Regions from separate parts of the Pan troglodytes genome. Here region 2 is linked to region 1. A link is a contact called in public Hi-C data. All regions are on one chromosome and are shown on one strand. The core of a region is the stretch at or near the end of the contact, and the rest is flanking DNA. Distances in the headings are between cores, read along the strand shown. Region 1 overlaps ME3 (malic enzyme 3). Region 2 has its middle 20 kb from the start of PRSS23.

Evidence for each region. Hi-C and Micro-C count contacts between places; a contact is called where the count stands out from the background.
Region 2: a Hi-C map of stem cell-derived neural progenitor cells shows a contact between it and region 1, with 3 times the contacts expected there. The contact joins two enhancer-like sites. A contact is called at or near these places in 3 of 7 Hi-C or Micro-C datasets (blood, induced pluripotent stem cells and stem cell-derived neural progenitor cells).

The regions. Positions count from the first base shown.
Region 1 is chr9:88,623,174-88,626,798 of NHGRI_mPanTro3-v2.0_pri, forward strand. The region is part of intron 2 of ME3 (malic enzyme 3); the gene reads right to left. Among named protein-coding and RNA genes, the nearest start is that of ME3, 64 kb to the right of the region's middle. Within about 2 kb of position 1,703, at least 1 of the 24 cell types and tissues checked has an H3K27ac peak or open chromatin away from gene starts, as enhancers often do. A contact at or near this core is called in stem cell-derived neural progenitor cells, where this site is marked.
Region 2 is chr9:88,824,950-88,828,574 of NHGRI_mPanTro3-v2.0_pri, forward strand. No RefSeq gene overlaps it. Among named protein-coding and RNA genes, the nearest start is that of PRSS23, 20 kb to the left of the region's middle. Within about 2 kb of position 2,057, at least 2 of the 24 cell types and tissues checked have an H3K27ac peak or open chromatin away from gene starts, as enhancers often do. A contact at or near this core is called in stem cell-derived neural progenitor cells, where this site is marked.

The sequences.
Region 1 (3,625 bases), core at 453-2,952:
ATGTTCACCAGATGCTGCTCAGGCCTCATGTTCTTACATGGGCATAATGGGAAAATCCTTCATTGCATACTGGGAAGTGACCAATAGTCCATGGTGCTTATAACTCTCCCAGTACAGAAAAGTGGAGGAATTTCAGTGGAGGGATGTGGTGTCTTTGGTTGGTTGATTGGTATTGATTTAGATGTTATTTGTCTTGAAAATCTGGCTGTGGGTTAACTAATGCTTAGCCTTCCTGTTTTAATCATTCCTACTTCTTTTTCTAATCCATGTGTCACCAGGAGAAACAAATGTAAATATGTGAGGTTGCTGTTTTCAGCAAATTCATTCAGGATTCAATGCCAAACTAGGCTTTTCCTGAAAACCAACAACAAACACCAACAGGAGATAGAGTTACATTTCTTGTAAACCAACAGCCTGATTTTCATTGACACATTGTGGGTTTTGTTATTGTTGTTGTTGTCACTGTTGTTGATCTGGATAGAGGTACAGGCTTATTTTCATAGCTGAGTTTATGACTAAGTGCAGCACTGCTTCCTGAAACAATTCCATCAGCTTAACATATTCACAGCCATTAAGAAATCTACCAATCTATTCTCCCCTCTGAGTGATCTTTCTAACTTGCAAATGTGATGGTGCTACTTCTTATTTGGGATATCCTGGCTGTAACTGGGATATTTCAGACATACTGGCGGGGTTGAACTTTAACTCCTCTCATCCTTCAATGTTCTCAGGCATGCAAAATTTTCCCTAACCCCTTTCTCCCTCCCTTTTCCCACCATACTCACTGTTGGTCATTTCTTCCTCTCTGATTCATAGCCCCATATACATACAATGAGTTGAGAGGCATAGTTTTTTTTTTTTTTTAAACTTCAGGGGAAAATATCCAAATAGAGCCAGGTGAATATCATCAGAAAAAAGGCAAACTAGGAGAGTAAGTCCTTCCTGTAAAGTCTTGCAGAATCTTAGAGTGGGAGGGGACTTAAGAGGGTAGGTACTTCCCACTCCCTTCTGCAATCTCTTTGATAGATGGTTTTTGTTGTTTTTTTTCAGCTTCCAATAGATCACATCTAGAGATAGGGAAGTCGGTGTTTTTTTTAAAAGAAATATATACATATATTATATACACATATTTTACATTGAGCAAAAGTTGATCTCTCAGTGAACTCTCTTATACGTCCTTGGTCGGACTCTGGAGCCATGCAGAATACGCCTACTCCCCGTTCGACATGATAGACCTTCAGATATTGGGGGGGTACTTATCTGCCTTTTGACCTTCAGAAACAGAATGGGGCCCTGGAATCATTCTTTCTGGCATGTTGGGACACAGATCATGCCATGTCTCCCCTGGGTGCCAGAAGTACCTATGAGGTATTTCCCACATGCTTGGCACCAGGCTACTGTTTGGGGAGAAAGTAAATACATTTTATTTCAGAATTGATTAATTTAAACATAAGCAGCATACTCCTTAATATAAGGTTATAATGCAAAAGAAACCAAAAAACAAAGCCAGAAAAATCCAGAAGGTAATTCTTAGAGAGACAGGGAAGGTTCCAAACATTTTTAAATGGATCTAGCAGATTAAAGTTCAGCTGCAGCTCATTATTTATGAAATGTTATTCCTGTTTCTTGCAGAGGGAGAAAGAAGCAGCCAAGAAATACTGCCGTGTAGCTCTTGAGTCCACGCACGCTTGCTTAATTTAGAAAAAATTACTAGGAGGGGCCACTATGGGGAGCTGGAGACCACTCTGTAATGAAGCCCATTTCTACTAAAACAAAGAATGCATGAGATGGAAGCAATCTGGGCAATGTTGAATCGATTTGGGGAAATGATCCCAGGATTTTTCTCTGAGGATGCACTCTCAATAGTGGATAGTGATGTTTTCAGGTGTAATTTAAATGCCGTTTTGCTCAGTCAGAGCAATGGACTCAAATTCCCTCTCAGCTCCCTCTAGAGGTTAAAGTGTGCAGCTGCTGGCAGAACTTGTGGGCTTGGAAACCTGCCCATGTCCAGAGGGCAGTCAAGATGAATACAAGGAGTTATCGGTTCTTTCTGTTAATTAGAGCAAAATCTGTTGGTTGAAAAAATTAAAAATAAAGTAAAACTTTACTATTCTCTAAATACAGTAAGGCTGAGATGAAATACATTGTGAATATGCATTCGTATAGAAGAGGTAGTAACTGGTATATCAGATAATTAACTGGTATATAAGATAATTCACTGGTAAGTCTTGGTGCAATGAAGAAAGTAAAAATTCCATAATGACTTCCCAGATATGCTTACTTCTAAAAAGGCACGTATTTTTTTGATAATGGATAGCAATTGACATGATCGTGATTATAGCCACCAATGATTGAGCTCTTATGTGTCAGGCACTGTGTAAACACTTTATTGGCATTTTTCTCATGTAATCTTCATAAATCCCTTTTAGATAGATGCTGTAGTTAGCACCATTTTACAGACCAGGAAGCAAGAACTTAGAGAAGTTAAATCCTTCATACAAGGTCATGCAGCTGACATGTAGCGATGCCTGGATTTGAACTCAGGTTTATTCTCTTAAACACAATAAAATAGTGCTTTCTCATCAGAGGTACAGGACTCAGCAAGATTAATGAGTAGTCCCAGGTACCCAAGTAGTAAGTGGTGCCATTAACGTGTGGTTGATTGACAGTGTATATACAGTGCCTGGTCCATCATGAATATTCAGTGAAAACCAAGTCCCTTACCCTCTGAAATGACCATGATTCTGACTACATGTGTCCTGAGTATGTCTTCCAGAGCAGAAAAAGCTCTGGGAGATAGCCTGTGCCATTTAATCTTTGCATCCTGTCACCTAGACCTGTACACTGCCTATACTGGGTGCCAAATGAATATTTGCTAAATGAATCAGTGAATGATTGAATTAGGCCTGTCTTCAAAGAGCTTACAATCTGCTAGGAATGATAAGTGTGCATATATGTATGCATGCACACACACCCCTAACCAAACCCTAGTATACTAGTCAGAAGTGAGTTAAAACATACTGAAGAATATATATCAGCAATGCTGCACTCTTAAGCCAGAAAACTTGCCCATGTTTACAAAGACATGTACAAGAATATTGATTACAAAATTGTAATAGCAAAAAATTGGGAACAACTTAAATGTTCTTCGACATAGGCATGGAGAAGTAAGTTTCAGTTTACTGATGTGATGGAATGCTAAATAAATGGTCTAAAACCAAATGTATAAAATGGATAACTCTAGAAACACAATAAGCAAAATTATATATAAATATAATGATAATAATAGCTAACACTTACTCAACACATTATGCACCAGGCATTTCTTTATGTGCTCTGCATTTGTTAACCCATTTAGTCCTCACAACCCTTCAAGGGTATAAACTATCAGACCCATCCTAGAAGTCAGGAAGTTGAGGAAGGCTACATACATTTCGTATAATGTCTAACATGTTTAAACATATGCCAAAAGGCTATAGTTTAAGAATGCCTCCATGTGTAGTAGAAGTGTAAAAACATGCAAGGGAATCATTAAACACCAAATTTATGACAGTGATTACATTAGGGGTGATGAAAGGAACATGACCAGAGAGATGAATAGAGGGGGCAGCAGATGTATTTATAA
Region 2 (3,625 bases), core at 807-3,306, 200 kb after region 1:
GGCAGATGTCACAACAGAATAACCACTTGTTTGGAGCCTGGCACAGTCCTCCAGCCTGATCAAAAATTATTCTGCATAGTTTTCAGTGTGCTTTCTGGGAGCTATGTACTTCTTCAATTTGGAAACTTTTCTCTCTCATTTATAGTGAAAATACTTGGAAGTTACTTTAAGAAAACCAGTGTGGCCTTTTTCCCACTAGCTTTAAAAGGGCCCCTTTTGCTGGAATGCTCTAGGTTATAGATAAACAATTAGATATAATAGCAAAAATGAAAATTGGAAGAATGCAAAATGGATCAGAATCATGCCTTCCAATAAAGGCCTTTACAAATGTTTTATCAATACGATTATCAAATCACAGCATATACAGAAAAGACTTGGACTTATTGTATGTTTTTATTTTATGGCTCTCGGCCTAAGCACTTCTTTCTAAATGTATCAGGGAGAAAAAAGCAAATGGACTACAAGCACGTGTTTGCTGTGCTTGCACCCCAGGTAAACCTGCATTGTAGCAATTTGTAAGGATATTCAGATGGAGCACTGTCACTTAGACATTCTCTGGGGGATTTTTTGCTTGTCTTTCTTGAGCTTTTTGGAAAGATAATTCTGATAAGGCACTCAAGAAACGTACAACCACAGTGCTTTCTTCAAATCATATGAGAAATACTATGCATAGCAAGGAGATGCAGAGCTGCCAGGAAAATTCTGAGTTCCGGCACAGTTTTCTTTGGAATCTAACAGGAATCTAGCCTGAGGAAGAAGGGAGGTCTCCATTTCTATGTCTGGTATTTGGGGGTTTTGTTTGTTTTTGCTTTAGCTTGGTGAAAAAAAGTTCACTGAACACCAAGACCAGAATGGATTTTTAAAAAAAAATAGATGTTCCTTTTGTGAAGCACCTTGATTCCTTGATTTTGATTTTTTGCAAAGTTAGACAATGGCACAAAGTCAAAATGAAATCAATGTTTAGTTCACAGGTAGATGTAATTTACTAAAGAATGATACACCCATATGCTATATACAGCTTAACTCACAGAACTGTAAAAGAAAATTATAAAATAATTCAACATGTCCATCTTTTTAGTGTTAATAAAAGAAAGCATGGTATTAAACTATCATAGCAGTAGACAGAAAAAGAAAAAAGGACTCATGGCATTATTAATATAATTAGTGCTTTACATGTATTAGTTATACATATTAGAAGCATATTTGCCTAGTAAGGCTAGTAGAACCACATTTCCCAAAGTGTGCTCCTTAAACACTCATGCCTTACGATTTTCTACCAAAAGTAAAAAGGGTTGTATTAAGTCAGAGGAAGATGCCTCTCCATTTTCCCTCTCTTTATCAGAGGTTCACATGCTTGTCTGCACATTAAAAGCTCTGGGAAGACCTGTTGTAAAGGGACAAGTTGAGGTTGTAAAAATCTGCATTTAAATAAACATCTTTGATCACAAAACCCTTGTTTTCTCATATAATGCCTATAAGCAATCTGGTGTTCTAATAAATACATTCTGGGGATCTCTGTAACAGCCTTTTGGTTGAGGTGGTAATGTAGAAAGAATGATGAGTCCGAGTGGGGTCAGGTGTCTGTGCCTTTAGGGTTTAACCAGACCCTGTAACCAGGATTTGGAAATCTTCACAGCGTGAAATTAGAAGTAATAAATTTGAAAATTATCTGTCGCTGAGAATCAGAAGTTTGTGGCAGAACTGGGGACACATATTTTACATAGACTTTACTCCAAATTTTGAATTTTGGAAAGGAGATAGTGTTTTTAAAAGGTGGGAAAATAGCCTTAAAGAGGTAAAGAAATAGGAGCAGAGTTGTATGTGTAATCTTTCTTTTTACTGTTTTTGGACCAAAAAGGGATTGAAATACCAAGGTCATGCTCCCAATTCCCTGTTCTTTGTGTAGCTCAGTCTACCTGCTTGGGGAGATGGGAAGTACCTGGTGATGCCTGGATCATGTATTCAAGGAATCACTCTTTCTCTAACAAACCCCACAGGAGGTCTTTAATGCAGAACTTGTTAAGAATGACTAAGCCTGCCCTGGAATGATGACTCTAGGCTGCTGTCTGCTAACTGAAGGGTAAATGGCAGCCATCCAGGGAGTCCAGAGGAATTCTGACAGTGATCCCCAACACTCACTGAGGGCTTCCTTCTTACTTTGCCTGGGTTCTGCTGCTGTTCATGTCTGCACTTTTTCTTTGTTCTTGTCATGAACCAGTTCAAGTATGCCTTGAAGTTGCCTCTGACCATTGATTTCTATGGATGTTTGATAAGGCAGCCATTTCATTTATCATTCAGAATGGGATTCTTTTGAGAATGCTATGACTAATGAAGCTGGGGCAGCAGGTGTAAGCCAGGTATGTCTTGGCCAACAAGCATGTTTGGTCACTTAATTATTAACCTTTCAAAGCTCTGTATAGCGTGCAGACTGGCAGCCATCCTTGCTAATCTAGGAACAAAGGTGGGGCTGCAGCTCCCTGCGTTTCTCCTCTCTGGGCTTCCATTGTGATTCCTGTGATACCTTCTTTGCCTGGCTCAGCATTCTGAGGGCCTCCAATAGGGGAAGGGCATTTAAAAATCCTTTTGATGGGGTGGGGTCATCGTACATACATGGTAGACATGAGGCCATTTCTGGACGATCAACAACACATCTGTTTTTAGTCTGGGGTTCCCCCCGGAGGAGGAAATAAACCAGCTTCCAGAACAAGAGTAAACAGGGGTTGGCCGGGCATGGTGGCTCATGTCTGTAATCCTAGCACTTTGGGAGGCTGAGGCAGGTGGATCACTTGAGGTGAGGAGCTCCAGACCAGCCCTGCTAACATGGTGAAACCCCATCACTACTAAAAATACAAAAATTGGCCGGGCATGGTGGCGCATGCCTGTAATCCCAGCTGCTAGGGAAGCTAAGGCAGGAGAATCGCTTGAAACTAGGAGTCGGAGATTGCAATGAGCCAAAATTATGCCACTGTACTCCAGCCTAGGCAACAGAGTGAGACTCTGTCTCAAAAAAAAAAAAAAAAAAAAAAAAGAAAAAGAAAAAAGAAAGGGTAAACAGGATTGAGAGCTGAGATAGCAGCCTGGTATGGGAAGATGATGGCCTTGGAATTGGGCAGACTGATTCCACAGTTGTCTAGTTCCTTGTGGCAAATAAATCCCAATGCATTGTGGTTTAAAATTTAAACCCTCCTATATGATTTAAAGATCCTCCCTCTTCTGGGTTCCAGCTTCTCAATGGGCTCATTTGAAGCTGAGGAAGAGAGAAAGGAGACAGGCATCTTTATCTGACTCACTGCAGTGATGTTCTCTCTTCATTGCTTGCTGCTTCTCAGATAACACCAGCTCTTCTACCCTCCTTAGCCCTTACCTATGGTGATATAACCCTCTGTCTCCTGCGCACCTTTATCTAACAGATAGCTGTCTCAAGTACACAGCCAGCAAGATGCTTCAAGCCCAGTCATCTTGTTTCCTATTTGCATAACCCACAAGAAACTCATAGGCTTGCTATACCTGTGTGTTAGTGGCTTATTGAGAATTTGGGAGGGAATATGTTTGAGCCTCAACAAACTGAAGTGCAAGGGCCCCTGGCAGTATCAAATTTGTTCTGTTTAAGAGACAGATGGGGAAG